Regions from separate parts of the Mus musculus genome. Here region 2 is linked to region 1. Evidence: chromatin contacts called from public Hi-C data. All regions are on one chromosome and are shown on one strand. Each heading gives the region's core, a stretch centred on a gene start, on an enhancer-like site or on the middle of the called end of the contact. The rest is flanking DNA. Distances are from core to core; before and after follow the strand shown.

Region 1 (3,992 bases), core at 474-2,973:
AATGCAGAGGTGTGGGGGGTCTGCTGCTGCCCCTCTGGGAATCTCTGTCCACGGGCCTGTCTCGCTTTCTCTTTTAAAAGTGTGCCCCACGCCCTGATTCTTGTGAATTTGGTCTCTGCTCTTCTAATTTCCATGAAAATCTTTGTCATATAGATTTATTTTTAGTTATCCAGCTCCAGAGTCTCTAGACTGTCCATTTTCTCCTTCTCTGGAAACAATGACATCTGCAAAAACCCAGAGGGGAAAGTCGGTTATTGAGGATGTCTCTGTGGCTGTTTTCTATGACCGCTAAGCCCTGTTATCACTACCAGCGAGAATTTTCGCTGAACAACCTGGAAGGATTTCAGCCCAAGGGCAAGAGGAAGTGGGTGGGCGGAAAGGAGGGGGTGGAATTTGGAAACAGTTGTTTTAAGAAGGGAATTTTAAAGAAGAAAGAAAGGGGTTTGGGGGATGGCGTTTTGGGCACAAGGCCCCTATGCTTGACTTTCTCAATCTTCTGTCATGCACACCCCCGCACGCGCACACACACATACACCTCTCCTGGGCACACTGGTTCTCCCCGACCCTAGGACCTGTTTCCCCTGTGGGGACTGAACTGCTTGCCAGGGATGCGGGTGGAATGAGGTGGCGGTGCCTGGCTAGGTGGAGGGCAGCGAGGAGAGTGGAGGGGGATGGGGGGGGGATACCCAGCACGGTGGCGAGGTGAACAGGGGACCCGCGGCCTGGCCCGATCGATCCCTGGAGCCGGTCCTTACCTAGGTCTCCGGCCTGCAGAGGGGGTGGGGAGCTCCGCTGCTAGTGGGACGCGGACATGGACCAGGCCCCCTCCATCCTCCAGACGGAGAAGGCGTAGCTGAGCCGCTCGTGGGCCACATAGCTGCAGCTTGCCATCTTGGAGTCCAGCTCGTCGCTCTGCAGGACCTGGTACAGGAAGTCGATGTACCTGGCCGCCAGTTTGAGGGTCTGAATCTTGCTCAGCTTGTCCGAGGGCAGCGTGGGGATGATCTTGCGCAGGGCGGCGAACGCCTCGTTCAGCGACTGCGTGCGCTGGCGCTCCCGCACGTTAGCCATGACCCGCTGGGTCTGCAGCTCCTCGTACGACTGCGGGCTCCCGCCCCCGCTGCTGCTGCCGCCGCCGCCGCCACCACCTCCGCCCGCGCCGCCGCCGCCGCCTCCGCCCGCAGATTTCTTGCCGCGCTTGCCCTGGGCCGGGCTGCCTGGCTCGTCGCCGCCTCCGATGCCCCCGCCCGTGGCCCCGCCGGGCCCCGCGCTGCCGCCCGCGCTGCGCCGACTGCTGCGTCTCTTGCGAGCCCCGCGCTTGCCGCTCGCCGGCTGCTGCCGGTCCGGCTCCTCCTCGCTGTTGCTCAGGCTGTCGTCGGCCGGAGAGACTGGCGAGCTGGACACGTCCTGCATCATCTCGCGGGCGGCGACGTGCGGCCTCGCGGAGCCGGGACGGGGGAGGGTAGAGCAGAGGAGCGGGGCGCCCTAGCCCGCCAGCTTCCCCGCGCTCGGCGCCGGCCCGGGCGGTGCGGCCCGGAGGACGCAGGGAGGCGGGATGGGGGTGGGGGGACCTCCGCGGGGAGGGCGCTGGAGGCGGGGAGGGAGGCGGGCGGGGGAGGGGACGGTGTGGAGGGCCCCGAGGTCCAAAAAGAAGGCGCCCGACGGCCGCAAGCGCGCCCCGTTCCGGCCTGGCGCAGCCGGTGCCGGTGCTGGCGAGCCCGCGAGGTGTCTGAGAGTTGGGCGCGGGCTGTGGACTTGGCGGCTCTTATACCTCCGTGCGGGCGGAAAGTTTGGGGGCAGCGGTGTCATTGGCCTGACGTGGGGAGGAGGGACTTTTCGAAGTTTTATAGGAAAGTTTCCTCTTTCCAGCCCCCCTCCCTCGCCCCCTCCCCCCTTGCTCGGGGTCTAACAATTCGTCCTGCGAACCATTCAAAACCGACCTGGCCCGAGCGGCCAGCCCCTGCGCCCGCCTCTCCCCTCCCTCTCCCCCCCCCAGCTCTCCCCCTCCGCTTCGGGGAGGACGCGGGGCGATTTCCTTCCGCGCCAGAGCGCGCCCAGCGCCCCCGCACCCGAGCACAGCACCGCAAACAGGGGACTGTCTGGGTCGCTGTTGCAGTCTCCCCCTCCCCAAGTGGCTGTGACAGCAGTAGTGGCAAGCGGCTTCGACGCTCTGGGTGATGTCCCATCCCGCCTGGGATCCCTCGGAGTTCTCCGGGCCCTTTGGGGGTGGCTCGGGCCCGGGCTGCGAGGCAAGAAAAGTTTCAACAACCGAGTCCATCTAACGGTCAGGTAGAGGAAACCTCTAGTCGGAAACCTCTAGTCCCAAGGGATTCCCCGCGGCTGCCTGGCCCTGTGGTCGAGGGCGGTTCTCAAGACGTGGCCACATCGTGGGCGCTATGGATCTGCGCCCTGGCCTGCCGTGTCACCCCTCCCGGAGAAACGTCTGGGCTCTCCTTTCCTGCTACGGTGACCCAATCTAAAGTTTCCCTGCTCTCAGAGGACTGTGCTTCCAAAGGTGCTGGACCTAGGCTGGAGTTCATTCTTTTACAGAGAAAAGCCTTGTTCTTTTGAAGGGAGCAAAGCTAGGGAAAGATAGAGCAGCCTTGGTGCTCCACGCTGCCAGCCCTAGGTGGAGGAGAACCTTGAGAACATTTCATGTCCGCTAACTCCAAATTAAGCCCTGCATGCTAACCTTGGGTAGTCCATACATTTAAGGTGGGGGATCAATATTCTCGTCTTCCTAGGAGATCTTGTGAGTAGTTATGCTCCCGGTGCCTCAAATGCACTCAGCCATGTTGGTTGATTGCAAGCGGTTTTTTTTGTTTTTTTTTTTTTGTTTTGTTTTTTTTTTTTTTTTTTTTTTTACCAAATACCTTGAAACCCCAAAAAGGATTCTGGAAAAGTGGAAGCAGAGAGGTTAATGAGCAAGAAGGAGAGTGGCTATGGAAGCCAGTGATTGCAGGGCTCTTTACATTTTTTAAATATGTTTTATTTATTTATTTCTGTTTTTTAAGTAGGATGGGGATTTAGGGAGCCGGTACAAGGTGATCTCTTACTCAGAAAGGCAATTCTGGGTCCGGAGGAAGTAGCCAGAGTTTCAGGGGCAGAGTTTGCGGGCGTGGAGGTGAGCGTCTCGAACTCCTGCCCTGTTCCCAAGCTGAGGACCTTGCTAAACGCCCAATCCCCACTCCCCTGGCCAATCCCCCGGGAAACTGCCAGCTCAGCAAGTGCCCCTTTCTGGGTTGGACCAAAGGTCGCGGCCACCGACTTCCTGAGAAGCTGGAGGCCGGAGCCCCTGCGACGCAGGGCAGGCCACGTGGCTGGGTCCTGCTGAAGCTCTCAGCTGGGTCCCGGAAACTCTGGGGTGTGGAATGCCTGAGGCTAGTCCGAGGACTCAGCCTTTGTAGAGAAAGCTCTCTTCTGAGGCCAGTAAACCCGACTGTACTTTCATCCGAGTAGAGACCCCCCCCCCCCCTCCCCGGGCTTACCCTGCACCGTTTTTACTGATATCCAGAGACAATGACCACAGTGTGCCAACTGGCCGGCCTCGCCCGCCGCTACCATATTTTAAAATGACAGCCTGGCTGAAAACCAGATTCTACTTGACCTCCACTTAATTTTAATAGCTCGTAGCCAATTCTTCTCAAAATAAAGCCACTCCTGCACCCTTGCATTTGCATTTTTCACCGACAAGAATTTATCTCTTGGAAACAAAACGTGGCAGAAATTCTGCCGCATCCTCTTACCCAGTGCTCTCTTTTCTAAATATGAATTTCAGAGTATCTCGTAATTGGGTGACTGCGGAAATCTCGATTCACCCTTTATTAATATCAACCTCAAAAGATCTATTTTTTATTTTAGCTGAGTGTTAAAAATATTTCAAAGACAACGAATGACAGGAACCTTTTCTTCATTGGGAATCAAGGCTAAGGAAGACGAGGAGGAGATCAGGAGGTGTACTCCAGAAAGGGAAATGGTTCAGAGGGAAGAGT
Region 2 (3,992 bases), core at 1,059-3,558, about 15 Mb before region 1:
CCAGCTTGGCCCGAGACGTGGTGGAGCGGCGCCGCAGCTTGCCGGTCGTGCCGCCGATGAACACGTCGTCGCTCGACGGGTCGAGCATCCAGTAGTTGCCCTTGCCCGGGTCGTCGTAGTGGCGCGGTACCTTCACGAAGCACTTGTTGAGGGACAGGTTGTGGCGGATGGAGTTCTGCCAGCCCTGCTTGTTCTCGCGGTAGTAGGGGAAGTTCTTCATGATGAACTCATAGATGCCATTGAGCGTCAGGCGCTTCTCGGGACTCTGCCTGATGGCCATCATGATGAGCGCGTTGTAGCTGAACGGCGGCTTCTCGTACTTGCCGTTCTTCTTGTCGCCCTCCTTGCCCCCCTCCCCGTCCTTGCCGCCCTCGCCCGCCCCTTTCTTCTCCTCCCCCCCGGCGCCCGCGCCCTTCTCCTTCTCGTCCGGCCCGACGGGCGCCAGCTCCGCCGGCCCGCCGCCCGGCTCGCCTTTGGCTCCAAGTGCGTCAGCCTTGGCCCCGTCCAGGGCGGTGGAGGGCGGGAGCAGGAGCGGCTGGGGACCCTTGTCGTCGTCGGCTGCTGGGGCGCCGCGCGCCTGCGGGGGCTGCGGGGCCGGGGGCGGCTGCTGCTGCTGCTGCTGGGGCGGCGGTGGAGGCGGCTGGGGCGCGGGCGGCGGCGGGTGGTGGTGGTGGTGATGATGATGGTGATGCTGGGGGTGGTGGCTGTTGTGGTGGCCGTGGCTCGCGTGGTGGTTGTCGTTCTGGACGGCCTCGGGGACCAGGCTGTTGATGCTGAACGAGGACTTGGGAATCATTTTCACCTCTTTCCTATCTCCCATGTCCAGCATCACCCAGGCGTCGGGGGGCGGCGGCGGCGGCGGCGGCGGCACGGGAGCCGGGCAGCAGCGCGGCGGGCGACCAGCGGGTTCGGAGTGGGGCGCGGGGGGAGCGGGCAGCGGAGGCGGCACTGAGCGCTCCGGCAGCAGCGCAGTTGGACCGCAGGCTCCGGCGCTGGCAAGGCATGTAGCAAAAGCTGCAACCACCCCTCAAGAATTAGAGAGAGAAAGAGAGAGGGAGAGAGAGAGAGAGAGGGAGAGGAGATAGAGAGAGAGAGAGAGAGAGAGAGAGAGAGAGAGAGAGAGAGAGAGAGAGAGAGAGAGGGAGGCTAGAGGCAGAAGCAACCCGTCGCCCGGGGTGCAGCGCCCCGCTCCGTTCCGCGCCCGGCCTCCCCCTCCCCCGCTGCCTCCTCCTCCTCGCGCCGCAGCAGTCACAGCAGCAGCAGCGGCAGCCCGAAGGGGGGGAGAGCCGGGCGGCGGGCGGGCGCGTCCCGGAGCGGCCGCAGCGAGGCTAGGAGACAGCGATCGAGGCAGCTATAGCCACAATTAATTTTCCGAGCTACAGGCGCACACTAGGGCTGTAAAAAAATTTTTGGTTTAACCTTTCCTACTGCCGAACCAATCAGTGCCGCCGGCGTGCAGGAGCGTCTGGCTAGCCGTCGACCAATCGGGGGCCCAGGGCCCGCCCATCCCCGCCCCGCCCCGGCCCCGCCCCCCGCTCACCGCCCCCTCCGGGTGGCGGGGCCCAGGCCTGGAGCCGCGGGGACCGGCGGGAGATCGCCCACCCGGCCAGGATTAGCGTGGGGCGTGCGCCCCGGGCCGCGGCCGCTCGACTGTGGCCTCCTCCCTGTATGGGATTATTTTCCTTTGCGCGTCAATATTTATCCTTATTGATTAAAGTTTGTATCCAATTTTGTCTGGAAGAGCGGGGCGGGGGGCGCGGCGGAGGGGCGAGCTGCGAGGGTGCGGGAGAGGGCGTGAACCCTGGGGACGCGGCGGCCCCGGCAGCGCCCTGGGAGCGAGCGGGCCAGCAAGCTCCGGAGAGCCGGGCATCGGGGGAACGGGGCCTGGAAGGTGGGGCGGGGGCGGCCACGGCCAGGCCGGTACTTACAGCTTCCTGCGGCCCGCGGCGAGCTCGGCTGTGAAGCTGGGCTGAGGGCGGCGAGCGGGGGCGGCTGAGCGGTGGGTGCGTTCTGTGGAGGCCTTCCACGCACGCGGGCGGGCGGGCGGAGAGCTGCCCCGGGCGAGCACAGACCCAAACAGTCCCGAAATAAAGCAGGTAACACGTGTGTTCTCCCTCCGTCTCGCTTCACTCCCAGAGTCGCGCTCACGCGCGGGTGACCCGGTGGCAGTTGTCTCCTCGGGCACTCCACCTCCTCTTCAGCTTCTAGGCAGTACTGGAAGCCGGTAGCCGCGATCGATCATCCTGGAAATATTTTCATTTTGCTTGACATTGAAGAAAATATGAGTGGGCGTCTACTTCCGTTTTTTTTTTTTTTAAATCCTATGTTTGCTCCTTTTTCCCATTTCACAAATACTTTATCTCTTTAAAACCTCAATCTTGAAACACCAGTAGGGCGAAATCAGCTCTTACCCTTCTTGGATGCTGCTGGAATGCTCTGGGGAGCCCAAGGAAGGTGGATTTGACAGTCCTAGCTTCTGGGGTTTGGGGGATGGTTTGGTGGGGAGGTTGAAACGAGTGGGTAGCTTGTAATTCAAGGCCTTTAAAAAGATCGCGGCCAGGGCCAGGGCCAAGGCCCAGCATTTCCCAGGGATTGGAATTTAGTGCGGAGCACACAGATCACAAATCCTCACTGGCTCAAAGCGCGCCACGTTGTAAGCAGAGGCCGTAGCCAGAGAGGAGAGGGAGGTGGAGACACATAGGTCACGAGTATCTTTCCCCTCCTCTTTAAGGTAAAATACTCTACCCATGCCAGCATTCATTTTGATGAGCTCTTAGCTAAATGATCTCTCAGTCTTGATATAAAAAAAAAAAAGGAAGGAGAAAAAACAGGGCCTATGTGTGGTACTAAAATCTACCAGAAACATGCAATACTCAAAATAATAGGGAGTTATTCTGATGTTCTCACCCCCCAAATTTGAAATGGGGCGCAGAAAGAGGGGAGGGAAAGAGAGGGAAACGCTAGCGAAAATTATCCACAATTACAAATAGCTAGCAAATTTTATATCTATTGGAGTGTTGTAAGAGATCTTTGATTATTTGTCCCCAAATATCCTTCCACTGCTTGGATCTCTTCCTACATATCCGCTGACTTTAAAACAAGCTATGCATGACGGAAAAGGCCAGGGTTCTAGCAATCAGCTTTGCAAAACACATTGGTGCCAAAGGTTGATTTCTAGGCTTGGGGTTTCTCACGGAGCCTGGCGACGTGATGAGCTTTGCCAACCTAGCTAGAGAGATCTGTGAGCCTGGGTTGTCTTGTTCATTTCCCTTCCCACTCTTTTCTCCTCCTCAGGCCCATTTTCCCTGGTGGTTCCTCAATGCGCTTGCCTTCCTTCCTCCTCCCCTCTCCCTTCTTCCCCTTTCACTAACCCACCCCTTCTCCCTCCCTCCTTTCCTCTCCCCTTCACTCCTCCACCTACTCCTCCCCATCCCCCAGCCCCCCTTCTCACCACCGCTTATAATGGCTCCCGGGGCTCCCTCAGAGGTGGACGGCCCGGTACGTTTTCGTAGTCGGTCTAGCGTGAAATGATTCGGTGTAACCGGATTCTTGGGAAAGGACAGGTTACGTAAACATTTACTGATGTGGAGTAACTATACTATTTGTACTCTGATATGCAGGAAGGAAAGTGTTGATTAACACAGAAGAAAAAAAAGCGAAATTAGCTGATTGCATGCTCATAAGTGCAAGCTGTCATTGAACTGCTTTTAAAATAGACACAGCTGGGTGTTTGTGTTGAAAAATTTCTTGTGTTTTTGCTAATACTGAAATAAGCATGATTTTGTATACCAAACATTTTCAGATCATTAAAATTTGTAATCTGTGCTGGTTTTAAACACAAAGAAAAGAAACAGAATCATTTCGATGTAAAATTTGCTGATATTATATTAACTCAATCAGGTCTGTACAAATTGTGCATTGTGTCTCCTAAAATCTGTTTGATCAATTTAATACACAAAGTGCCAAACGTGGGTATTGTTTGTTAACATTGG

What was found. A called contact is a pair of places that touch in the nucleus more often than the background predicts.
Region 2: a contact with region 1 is called in a Hi-C map of cerebellum, with 6 times the contacts expected there. The contact joins the promoter of Foxg1 here to the promoter of Twist1 in region 1. A contact is called at or near these places in 1 of 39 promoter capture datasets (cranial neural crest) and 4 of 484 Hi-C or Micro-C datasets (cerebellar granule neurons, cerebellum and embryonic stem cells).

The regions. Positions count from the first base shown.
Region 1 is chr12:33,955,402-33,959,393 of GRCm38.p6, reverse strand. Twist1 (twist basic helix-loop-helix transcription factor 1) reads right to left here and starts at 1,723. Exons shown (of 2, transcript NM_011658.2): 1 at 756-1,723; 2 at 1-224. The coding sequence starts at 1,416. The coding sequence ends at 796.
Region 2 is chr12:49,381,323-49,385,314 of GRCm38.p6, reverse strand. Foxg1 (forkhead box G1) reads right to left here and starts at 2,308. Exons shown (of 2, transcript NM_008241.2): 1 at 1,929-2,308; 2 at 1-1,014. The coding sequence starts at 829. Gm34304 (predicted gene, 34304) reads left to right here and starts at 3,487. Exons shown (of 2, transcript NR_168648.1): 1 at 3,487-3,498.